Linked DNA regions of Mus musculus: all the other regions are linked to region 3. A link is a contact called in public Hi-C data. All regions are on one chromosome and are shown on one strand. The core of a region is the stretch at or near the end of the contact, and the rest is flanking DNA. Distances in the headings are between cores, read along the strand shown.

Evidence for each region. Hi-C and Micro-C count contacts between places; a contact is called where the count stands out from the background.
Region 1: a Hi-C map of uterus shows a contact between it and region 3, with 2.2 times the contacts expected there. The contact joins two enhancer-like sites. A contact is called at or near these places in 1 of 39 promoter capture datasets (stem cell-derived epiblast-like cells), 1 of 15 datasets of contacts at CTCF or cohesin (the NIH/3T3 cell line), 7 of 484 Hi-C or Micro-C datasets (differentiating embryonic stem cells, embryonic stem cells, liver and 2 more), 3 of 115 datasets of contacts at active chromatin or transcription factors (embryonic stem cells and large pre-B cells) and 1 of 9 other capture datasets (embryonic stem cells).
Region 2: a Hi-C map of uterus shows a contact between it and region 3, with 3 times the contacts expected there. The contact joins the promoter of Epb41l2 here to the enhancer-like site in region 3. A contact is called at or near these places in 1 of 15 datasets of contacts at CTCF or cohesin (the NIH/3T3 cell line) and 2 of 484 Hi-C or Micro-C datasets (the C2C12 cell line and uterus).

Annotation. Positions count from the first base shown.
Region 1 is chr10:25,282,929-25,286,563 of GRCm38.p6, forward strand. Akap7 (A kinase (PRKA) anchor protein 7) reads right to left here. Exons shown (of 8, transcript NM_001379238.1): 3 at 965-1,113. Among named protein-coding and RNA genes, the nearest start is that of Akap7, 12 kb to the right of the region's middle. Within about 2 kb of position 2,258, at least 42 of the 459 cell types and tissues checked have an H3K27ac peak or open chromatin away from gene starts, as enhancers often do. A contact at or near this core is called in uterus, where this site is marked.
Region 2 is chr10:25,357,304-25,361,494 of GRCm38.p6, forward strand. It overlaps Epb41l2 (erythrocyte membrane protein band 4.1 like 2), which reads left to right and starts at 2,495. Exons shown (of 20, transcript NM_001199265.1): 1 at 2,495-2,678.
Region 3 is chr10:25,642,280-25,645,859 of GRCm38.p6, forward strand. The region is part of intron 3 of Gm29571 (predicted gene 29571); the gene reads left to right. Among named protein-coding and RNA genes, the nearest start is that of Gm36908, 23 kb to the left of the region's middle. Within about 2 kb of position 1,517, at least 23 of the 459 cell types and tissues checked have an H3K27ac peak or open chromatin away from gene starts, as enhancers often do. A contact at or near this core is called in uterus, where this site is marked.

The DNA of each region.
Region 1 (3,635 bases), core at 1,008-3,507, 360 kb before region 3:
TATTTTTAATAGATTCTTACTGAGTTTAATATGCAATCGGTTGAGTGTTCCTAATCCAAAATTCTAAAACCTAAAATACCTCAAAGCTAAACCCCAATGCAAGAAAAAATTTTATACCTGATGTCGTCTGATAAACTGCAGTCAAGACACAGGCACACTAGATACCATGCATTACGTTACCGTCAGGATACGGAAAGAAGGCAAGCACGAGGAGTAAACGCCTTCCTTATTCAGAGGTGGATCTCAGCCAGAATTCATTGTGTACATACACCCCACCAGTCCAAATCCAAATTAGTCCATAATGTGTCAGATACCTGGTCTCAGCATTCTGAGCAGGGGACACGCAGCCTACACAGCAATGAAGAATGTTTATGGAAATGATGTTCCAGTGGCGCCCATCATATGAAGGACTATGCAGCAAAAGGCCCCACTTCCCGTCCTCAAAGAGACTTGAAGCCTCTTTTCGCACGTGGCCACTGCTCTCTGATTCTAAAGGATTCTCCAATGCACCAAGCAAGGCTTTGGAAGGGACCCAGACGTGGCTTGTGAGTACGGCTTTTACATCAAGATAGTGGGGTAATCACAGCCTGATTACCCTCAGATCTAAACACATTGGGGGACCCTAAAAGTACCAAATCAAAACAAAAGACTGGCTTCCCATCTGGTCACCGTCACGTCTTCGGGGAAGTCACTCCAGCTGGCCACCATTTGGTCTCCTAATGGCCTGCATTCAATCTGGCCCTGTTATCATCCAATGTGATGATTTAAGTAATATTTTTTTCAAAACTATTATGTAAACAACTTTCTCTAACTTAAATGGGAAGTTTCCTCACTCGGTCCTTCTCAAATGGTATCAAATAGTATTAGAACCACAAAGCAAGTGAGCTGACAAGTAGGTAATATTCTTTAAAGACTGTTCAGAATAAAACTTCCTAGCAAACACAGATTCCTGAGAAACCCTGACCTTTTTGTTGGTGATCGGAATGGACAGGAAATAGTTGGGCTGATAATCTTTTTTGGCTTTTTTCCTCTTCTTCACATGATCATTCTTGTCGCCTCTATCTTCTTCTTCTTCTTTGCTTCTCTTTGGGTTTGCTTGAGGTACATCAGGGCCTAGAGGAGAACAGAGCAGAGAGAGTGTGTGTGTGTGTCTCGCACATTTAAACAACAATAACCCAGCTTAAAATGGAAGAAGGCGTGCAGTGTCCTTAATAAACAACAATACTGTATAATTGTCATTTTCAAATATAAAGCAAGAGTCGGCAAGCACTTCCATAACCAACATAATCGTTAACAGTTTAGGCTTCACAGACCACAGGCTCCACGTTCCAGCAATCCAACTCTGGCAAAACAATGAAAGGATACAGCTGTGTCCCAATAAAACTTTATTTAAAAAACAGGTCAGACAGACTTGTGCCTTAAGGCACCACTAACAAGCATTCTCTGCCACATGCCAAAGGGTTTGTTCTTGTTGGGTTTTTTTTTCCTATTTTTTTTGTTTTGTTTTATTTTGTTTTATGGAAGGGTCTTGCTATATAAACCAATCCCCCTTTCTTGGCCCCTCAAACTCAGGATTATAGGTATTCGCCACTACATCTGAAATCATGGTCTTTGTAGCACTAGGGAAGTGAATTGTAGGTTGCCTTGTGTTTATTTATTTCATCAGTTCCCTATGGCCTAACTTCCTCCTGCCAACCCCACTTCCTCCTAGCACGATGTCCCGCCACCCACAGCAGTGCAGGGGACCTAATACATGGACCACTGTGGACATTCACGATCTAAACTGTCTCAAGAGGAATCATGTCAGACAGGCTGTCAGGTCAATTTATAATCTTTCCATTGGCTAAAGGTGAGATCATTTGCGCATCAAATTGAATAACAAATCTAGTAGTATAAATTATATCAAATAATCAACCAGGGTGCTGGAGAGATGGCTCAGCGGTTAAGAGCACTGACTGCTCTTGCGAAGGTCCTGAGCTCAAATCCCAGCAACCACATGGTGGCTCACAACCATCCATAATGAGATCTGATGCCCCCTTCTGGTGTATCTGAAAACAGCTACAGTGTGCTTATATATAACAAATAAATAAAAATCTTAAAAAAAAAAATATTCAATCAGTTCACAATGATTCTAAAAAGAAAAAACTAAAACGACAACTCAGAGAATTACTCTAAAAAGTAGTGTCTCGCATGCACACGGGACGGCTTTACAACCCTGTAGTGTGTTTGCCGTTTTGTCCCCTTACTGCAGTGTCCTGCTGACACAGGCAACCCATGACACTGAGCTGATGTCAGTCACGTTGTCTCCTGTTTGCAAAGAGGCTTCCTGTGTTTATCACATTTATCTGTAGAACCAGAACAGAGTATGTCTCTACTGTCTCACCCCGCGCTTCATAGTCCTTCCAGCTCTGAGATCACATCTGGGTCCTGAAAGACAACTTGCTCATATTTCTTTTACTTGCTTACACATGAAAAGATAAAAACCAAAGATGTGTGTAATCATCTAGCTTACGGATAACAGTATTAAAGGTTGGTAACGTGAGGTCACAAAATGTAGAAATCTTTGGCCAGCTGCCTTGGATCGTTCACCAGATTATTTATAGTAATTTTACTACTTAGCAAAAAGTCATCCGTGGAAGTACAGCTTGTAAACCCATAAACCTAATTTATTATACTTGTTAATGTTCATAATGACCTCAGTAGCCATTTACTATGTGCTGCTGATAGACTCAGCATCATTGACAAAGGCTGTTACTCTCTCAACTGCAGGTTTTTGTTTTTGTTTTTTTTAACAAAAGCACCACAAGTCATCTTAAGTAAATCATCTAATTTTTTCTCAATTCTATTTATTCCTCCAAAACTACAAAGGAGTGAACTAGAAGAGAAATTAATTAAGTGTGCCATCTGTTATTGTGGTTTGTTGTCACACTTGCTCTTAATTAAAATGCTGAGAATAAATTAGAGTTTGTTTTGCTATTTCCTTTCTCATTATTTAAAGCAGATTAAAAAAAAAATCTCTCAAGTAAGCTGGGAGTGGCTATGCACACCTGTGATTCCAGCACTTGGGAAGGCTGAGGCAGCCTGAGTTCAAGGCCAACCTGGGCTAAACATGGAGTCACTATCTTAAAAAAGTAAATACATTTAAAATATTAAAGTATCACCTAGTGACATCACAGTCCTCTTAATTTGCAACATTTTCTGTGATGTACACAACACAAACAAAAAAATAGCCTAATAAAGCAATTCTCAGAACTTATTAACCATGCATGTCTGTATGTGGTATTCGCCTTTTCAATTAACTATATAAAAGACACTGAATATAATGAATCGCCTTTTAACTGACAAAGAATAATCACTGATATCTCTATATACTAAAATACAATCTTTTCTATACAAAAATTTTAGATGAATTTTGTTTGATATTTTAAAAAGTACATAAATATAACCTAACTAGTTAATAGGAAATGAAATTATAACTTCCTCTAGCTCAAAAATCTCTAATAATTATATTAGAACTCTGTGTGAGGAAGCTCAGCGTGGTAGTGCAAGCTGATGTGGCCAATGCTTAGGGGAGCAAGAGGAGAAGTTCAAGGCTAGCCCTAGCTGCATAAGGATTACAAGACCACTCTGAGCCC
Region 2 (4,191 bases), core at 1,245-3,744, 280 kb before region 3:
TGTTCATTTTACAAGTTTGCATTGGTATTTTAAAAATCATTCATCTGTATTTGAAACCCCAAGAAGAGTGTCAATTGTCCTATCATCTTTGGTCTTCTTCCTTTTGAGGCAGGCTTTCCCTCTGAACTTAGTCCTTTTGTGTTTTGGCCTAGGCTACTTGTCTGCAAGCTTCACTCATCCCTTAATGTTGACCCCAAAGTGCTAGGGTTATAAGCACCTGCAGTACTATACCTGGCTGCTACCTGGATGTTGGCTTCTGATTTCAGGTCCTCATCAAGCCACCTTTGGGACTATGTGGATCAAGGTTTTATGGGCCCCAAACTTACGTATTGAACTCAGGTTCAACACTGTGGTATGAACCTGCACTGTAGTCTTAGCTACATGTGGTAGGAATATCACTTGAGCCCAGGAACTCTAGGCAAGTGTGGTTGTCTTAGTCAGGGTTTCTATTCCTGCACAAGCATAATGACCAAGAAGCAAGTTGGGGAGGAAAGGGTTTATTCAGTTTACACTTCCATACTGCTGTTCATCACCAAGGAAGTCAAGACTGGAACTCAAGCAGGTCAGGAAGCAGGAGCTGATGCAGAGGCCATGGAGGGATGTTATTGGCTTGCTCAGCCTGCCTTCTTATAGAACCCAGGACTACCAGCCCAGGGATGACGCCACCCACAATAAGCCCTCCCCCTTGATCACTAATTGAAAAAATGCCTTACAGCTGGGTCTCATGGAGGCATTTCCTCGAGGGAGGCTCCTTTCTCTGTGGTAATTCCAGCTTGAGTCAAGTTGACACACCAAACCAGCCAGTACATGATCAACATGGTGAACATCTGTCTCAAACAAAAATGAAATATGTCTTATTCTTAGTATGGAATCCAAATTACAGATATTTAATTTCAATGTCTTGGAAAGTACTGGATCTTGAAGTTTGGTTTATGGGAGCTGCCTCTGTGGACCAGGTCTTAATTATTTCCCTGAAGGTCTTGGGTTGAAAGGCTTGGTCCCCAGTTAATGATACTGTGGGGAGGTGGGAACTTTTGCATGTGAGACCTAGTTGGAGGAGGTTAGGTCACTGGGTATATGTCAGTGGAAGGTATATTAGGACCTCAGTCTCTCAATTCTTGCTTCTCAGATTCCATGAGGTAGTTTGCTCAATGTGGTCCCTGCCGTGATACCTTGCCACCCATTCAAAGTAAAGGACTGGGTGACCAAGGACAGAAGCCTATGGCGCCATGAGGAAATCTCTTCAAAGTTATCTGTTTCAGGCATTTCCTCATAGCAACAGAAAAGCAACACCAATTATTCCAAGCCTTCTTTATGCTAGAAATGTATGTAATCAGGATTCCAGTATTCATTAAACAGCTTATCAAACTCTCCTTGTGTTCTTAGCGTCTGGGACTGAAGTCAACTAAGTCAACTCAAGTTCCTGACACACAACAAATGCTATTATAGCAATAATTTTATTATTTACAAGGATGATTCTAGCAAGTAATTTATTTCCCCAACTCTTTTCTTTTTGATGTAGGTACCCTTTTCATAGCGAGGAACCAGCTGATAAAACACCTGCATGTGTGCCATTACCTGGGAAGTATCCACACGCAAGGCATTGCTACTGATGGTTAATTTGATCTTGCTAATTTTACAATGTTTAGGAAGGAAATTGGCAGAGGTGAATCATTAAAGATTTTATTAGAGGTGGGAGGAAGCAAATGACTAGAAGAACACAGGGTGGGGTTGAAGATGCTGGAGGCAGTGGGCTGCCACTCTGACAGCTTGACATGCAATGCTCAGAAAAGATGAAATAAGTAGAAGAGATTGAGGTCTAATTGTACTAATGTGTAAAACTTACCACTATCTATCTATCTATCTATATCATTCATATATATAATATATACATATCACGTGTGTGTATTTTTTTATTTTAATTTTTTGTCACTGCCTTATCCCCATTATACTTTGCAAGCTAGGTTCTCAATTCTCTGCCGGGAGATATCCTGACTAGTAAGGCTGAGCATCAAAGCGCCTCTCCTCCACAGGGTTTACCCAATCTCTCCTGCCTCTCCCACAGGAAGAATAAATGGATTCTTTTCAAGCCTATCCTGTGAAAGCACTTCTTTCACTGCAGACTGAGGGGGGACCCGGCTTTCCTTATTCGGTTTCCTGGACCTGCTCTACCGTCTACCACGAAAAAGGCATCCAGTGAAGGTTTGGTTAGTGAAAGCACTCCGAAGAAAGAACTTTTCGAAGTTGAGAGGGCATTTAAGGCCAAGATACTCAGAAAGAACGCCTCGCACACGTGCACTGGCTGTCATTATCTCCAGGGTCGCTCCGAGGGCGAAACGCACCCCTGCGGCGGGGCACTGGGCCCGAGAGCCGCGCGAACCCCTCGGGAAGGCCCCCCTCCCACGCCAGCAGGCGCCGGGGGCGTGGCTTTGGCCGTGGGGCGTGGCCTGCCCGCGGGGGTTTCCGCGCCCGGGGCGTGCCGGGCGGGGGACGAGGGCGGGGCTTCCGCCAGGAGGGGGCGGGGCTTGCGCGGAGAGTTCTCTGACGGCCCCAGTCAGGGAATTTCAATTTGAAACCCAGAGGAGGGTGGAGGCGGCGGGTGCGGAGGGCCGGCGGCGTCCGAGGCTGGAACGGGACGCGTTCCCGGGGCGAGCAAGCTCGAGAGGGGCGGTGTCCGGGTAAGGAGGCGAGCGGGCTGCGGAGTGGCGGGCGGGGTCCTGACACGCTGCAGGCGGGAAGCGGACCCCGGCAGGAAGCCCGGACGGCCATCCCGGGCGGGGGAGGGGGCGGCCGCGGGCCCGTCTCTCTCCTTCCCGGGCGGGGACCGCGGCGGCGTCCCCGGGCTCTCGCGCCCCGGCCCTGCCGAGGCGTGCGGCTCCATCCTGGGTGCCGGGGGCTCGCCGCGCCCTCTCTCCCGAGGGTCGCCAGACGCGGGCCCGCGGCGCGCGTGGGCTCTGCGGGAGTCGGGGAGGGAGCGCGCCCCGCCAGCCACCCAGCCCCACGCGCGCCGCAGGTCGGGCCAACGCGGGCGACCCTCTGTCCCCGCCGCCCACTGTGCGGTCTGGAGCTGAGGACAGACACCCTCGCACGTTTTCTGCGGCGAGCCTTCCAGCTCGGACACCAGGCCATCCGCCCCCGATGGCTTCTTTTTCTCGGCGCTGGCAGCTGAGGGGTGGGAGCAGTTTAGGTGAGCTGCAGGTCAGGGGCTACGAGGAGGAAATAACCGAGTCGGTGGCGTTGAGGTTGGCATCTCGGGATCCCCCATCCTCAACCCCAGACGTCTGCGGTGGACGTTAGTCATTAAATGTCCCCAGACGCCAGCCTCAGGCGGGGCCAAGTTTTATTTATTTATTTGGGGTGAAGTTAGAAGAGCGCCCTCTTCCCCCGGTGTCTTATTTTGGGGAGTGGTCTCCGTGGAGCTTCCTTACAAAATGAGGAAGCCCTTCAGAAAATCTGTCACCTGAACAGCTGTCCCTGATTTTTAAGGTTCCTGGGAGAGTGGTAGGCACGGTGGCATCTAGGGGAGTTGTACTTACATTTCCTCCTTTGGGAATCAAGATTCTCTCTGTTTCTTGAACTTTGTTGCATGTGAAATGTGGGGTGTGCAGGGCAGTATGTTCTTGTTTCTGTGATTAGCTACAAAACAAAACAAAAACGGTCTCAGTTTTCTCCACTCATTTTTCTTCAGTCCTTCCTGTCTGTCTTTCTTCTTTTCTTTTCTTTTCTTCTCTCTCTCTCTCTCTCTCTCTCTCTCTTTCTTTCTTTCTTTCTTTCTTTCTTTCTTTCTTTCTTTCTTTCTTTCTTTCTTTCTTTCTGGGAGTTCATTATCTCTGTATTCTTCATTGCCTTATCACGCTGCATTAGCAACATTTTAGTCTACCCTGTCAGACATTCCCGTGGATTTGAGGAAAACTCGATCCGTTTCTTGGCTGTGGGAGATGAAGTTTAGAAGTTGCAGTGCTTGTACAGGTTTTCCTGTGCTATTCAGTTTGTTTGCAGGCTCCTGCTGTGAGAAATCTGGTTTGTCTTGCAGCCCCTGGTGGGCTGCCTTGCAATGTTATCCTGGATCTTGGTAGGCACCAGCAGCCCCCTCAGGTTGCTAGTTTGACATAACTTTGAGAGAGAGAAAGGCTATGTCACCTGTTAGGGCTAGGGCGATCATTTCAATAATTTGGTTTGAGAGCCACCATC
Region 3 (3,580 bases), core at 267-2,766:
AGTACACAGGGTGGTCACGTCTGCTCTCAGCATCTCCAGCCTCTGCTGGAGTTTTGAAGTGGGCTGTTCCTCTCTACACTGATGTTTATCATTGAAAGCATAATTGCTATAACTCTGAAGCAATTTAAACAATGCTTTGTTAAGAAAAATCATCCCTAAAAATGTGATTTACAGGGAACACACTGGGATAAGCAGCTACAATGGTCTCCGTTGCCATAGAAACGTGCAGTTCCCATTTAACTTGGGGGTATTAAAATAGCCCAAGAAAAGCTAGTGGTACCAGAATATGGAAAGACACATACGCTGACATCAGCTTGCCATAACCTTGGGATGAAAATCATAATAAGCATTTTTTTAAACAAAAGATATATTGCTTTGTTTTGAAAATGTAACGTTGAACTCAGACCAGAAATTACTGAGGATTTATAAGTGGCCCTGTTGTGAGTAACTATTCTCTGAGCCAAGCTAACCCCATCTTGGGGAGTTTAGTTGTTCACGCTTGCAAAAGGATCTTTTCAGCTTGTTGACTATTTATACTACGTCATGGATGAATAAGTAGAGAGGATCCCAGGGCCTGGGTATCCAGCATCCCTATCACCTGTTAGGAGAAGGGGACTCCCTCTGTGCTGCCACAGTGAGAGACTTGTTGCTGCTGGGTGAAGCTGTCCAAATACACGCAGCCTGTTGGATGAAGGAACATCTTCAGTCCTCTAACCAGTTCCTTCCCAGGGCTCTGTAAGGAGGCCAAATCAGTTCATTGGTTCCTGCAGATGCAATCATGCCTCTGTTTGTCTTTGAGATTTAGGAAGAAGGTAGATATTGGTTCTTCCAAGGGATTTTAGTAACAGGCCCTTTGTATTAAAAGACGAAGACAAGGTTGGTCTAGGAGAACTAAGGCATGGATGATCATTTCCAAAGCTTATTTATGATATCTACAGTGATTTTTATTTCTGTACCAGAAATACCCTAAAATATTTAGAATTATAGTTTCATTAAGGATCATGAGAGGAAGAAAAGTGATACTAATATGGTAAAGAAAATCAATGAGCATCCCATACTTCAGCAGAAAGACTTATATACCATAAGCCTGTGGCCATGTAAGCCAGACTCAGACCCTTACAAAGTTAGGCCAAGGACTGTTTGCCTATTCTCTGGTTTATATTTTATTAGTAAAGGTGACATTTCAAAGCTGCCTCTGCAGTCATCTCCCCAGAGACCTTAAAATAACAAAAGCAAAAATATTATCTTTGCAAGAATACTCTTTGAAGGGGATCTGGGATATGACAGTGAGCCTGGGCCAGGCACTTAAATCGGAAAGGTTTTAATGCTCTGTCTTGTTTACATGTCATTGTAATGGAAGTGAGTCAGGATCTGCTGCTCCAAAGTATGCCACTTTGGCATAAGAATTATTTTGAGCAGAAAAAAAAATTGAGATTCAACAGATGTAGAAAAGCCATTCATATCTGACTAAAAGCAGAAACTCTGAGTAATAAGGTTCATTTTAAATCCCTTCCCCAGGGGAAAGTTACACAGCATGAAGATGACAGAAAATTGGCACCAAGACAACCTGGCACAAACGAACTTTGCTAAGTTAGCCTTGCTCAGTTGTGAGTTTTCTCATGTATTTACCTTCCCACAGGTCTCAGTCCTTGCAAATCTCAAGAGTCTTGCCCTTTCCTTCGGCCTCTGTAATTTATCACTCTCAGTCAGAAGCATATACAAGCTCTTGGGCCTATCTGTTCTATTTCTTTTCTAGGGAGGCCTCTGTATCACATAAAAATGTCAAATAAAATGTATACACTTTTCTCTTATTAACTTTTCTTAGCCCAGTTTGCGTGACCCCAGATGCAAACCCAAGTGGGAGAGACATTGTGTGTCTTCTATGGAATTGAAATACCACATCATGGAGGAGTAGAGAAGACTTCAAGACCCTCATCTGGTTATCCCTACCACAGCAAAATGTTCAAGTTTGAGGTTATATGATAGAAAGCCAGGATAAACATGAGTAGGCTTTTAGTTTAAAATTAGAATTTCAATATGGAAGAGAAAATTTGTAAGTAAAACAGGGATGTAGAAAACAGGAGAGAAACATTGGTAGACATGGGCTCTGTGTGTTTCCTTCCCCTACTGAGTCCTACAAGCTTAATTTTAGGAATGTGGGAGTCAGGTTCTTAGGGACTTAGAAAAGATCTGTCTTCTTAATGTTACTGTTACTATTACTATTATTTGAAGCAGCTTGATTCCTGAAATAACAAGAAGCAATATGCAGTTGTGAAGAGAGTCAGTAGGCAGCTTTGTCTTGATCCTGGGTCCCTGGCTCAACTCTCTCCTGACGCTGGAGCTCCAACATGGGGACACTCTCCTACTCAGGACAAACTTGACAGCAGGCTCAGTGACAGACACTTCCTGCGTTTCTCTTTTCTCTTTTCTTTTCTTTTCTTTTCTTTTCTTTTCTTTTCTTTTCTTTTCTTTTCCCTCCCCTCCCCTCCCTACCCCTCCCCTCCCCTCACCTCCCTTTCTTGGTTTCCCCTCTGAAAATAACTTATCCCATCTCCCCTCCCCCTGCTCACCAACCCACCCACTCCTGCTTCCTGGCCCTTGCATTCACCTACACTGGGGCACTGAGCCTTCACAGGACCTCTCCTCCCATTGATATCTGGCAAGGCCATCCTCTGCTACATACTCAGATGGAACTATGGGTTCTCCATGTGTACTCTTTGTTGGTGGTTTAGTCCGTGGGAGCTCTGGGAGTACTGCTTGGTTTATATTGTTGTTCCTCCTATGGGGCTTCAAACCCCTTCAGCACCTTGGGTTCTTTCTCTAGTTCCTCCATTGGGGACTCTGTGCTCAGTCCAGTGGTTGGCTTTGAGCATCCACCTCTGTATTTGTCAGGCACTGGCAGAGCCTCTCAGGAGACAGCTATATCCGGCTCCTGTCAGCAAGGACTTGTTGGCATCCACAATAGTGTCTGGGTTTGGTGATTGTATACGGGATGAATCCCCAGGTGGGGCAGTCTCTGGATAGCCTTCCTTTCTTTTCAAGAAGAATGTTGGATGGTGATTCCCCCCACCCCCACTTATTTAGAATTAGATTATCATCTATCCTTCAAGTTTGCTCATATGTAAATCAGACTTCCTGGTTGCTCTCTTAAGTGTGGTCTGCATGCTACATAAAATCCAGCCAGCATCTAGATACATGAATTTGGTACATTTCTCCCATGACCCTATTCTATAGTTATCACTTTTCTTGTTTGACAGGTAAGAAATCCAAACCGAAGAAACGAAGGAGTGGTAACCCAGAGTTTGTTTCCTGAATTTATCTTGCAAAATGGTCCTTTCATCATCCATATGGAATTAACATTTCTTATTCATATTCTGTTTTAGGTTGTTTTGTAGTGTCCATCATGATGGCTTAAAATATTTTTTTTAATAATTGGCAAGTAAAATTACATATTTATTAGCATAGAGTTTGGGTGCATTTGTGTGTTATGGAATGGCTAATGAAAATTTGGTTTCCTTGCAGGGGTTGTGATAAACACAGGGAGGAAGTGTAAAATGAATAATAAGTGTAATAATAAGTG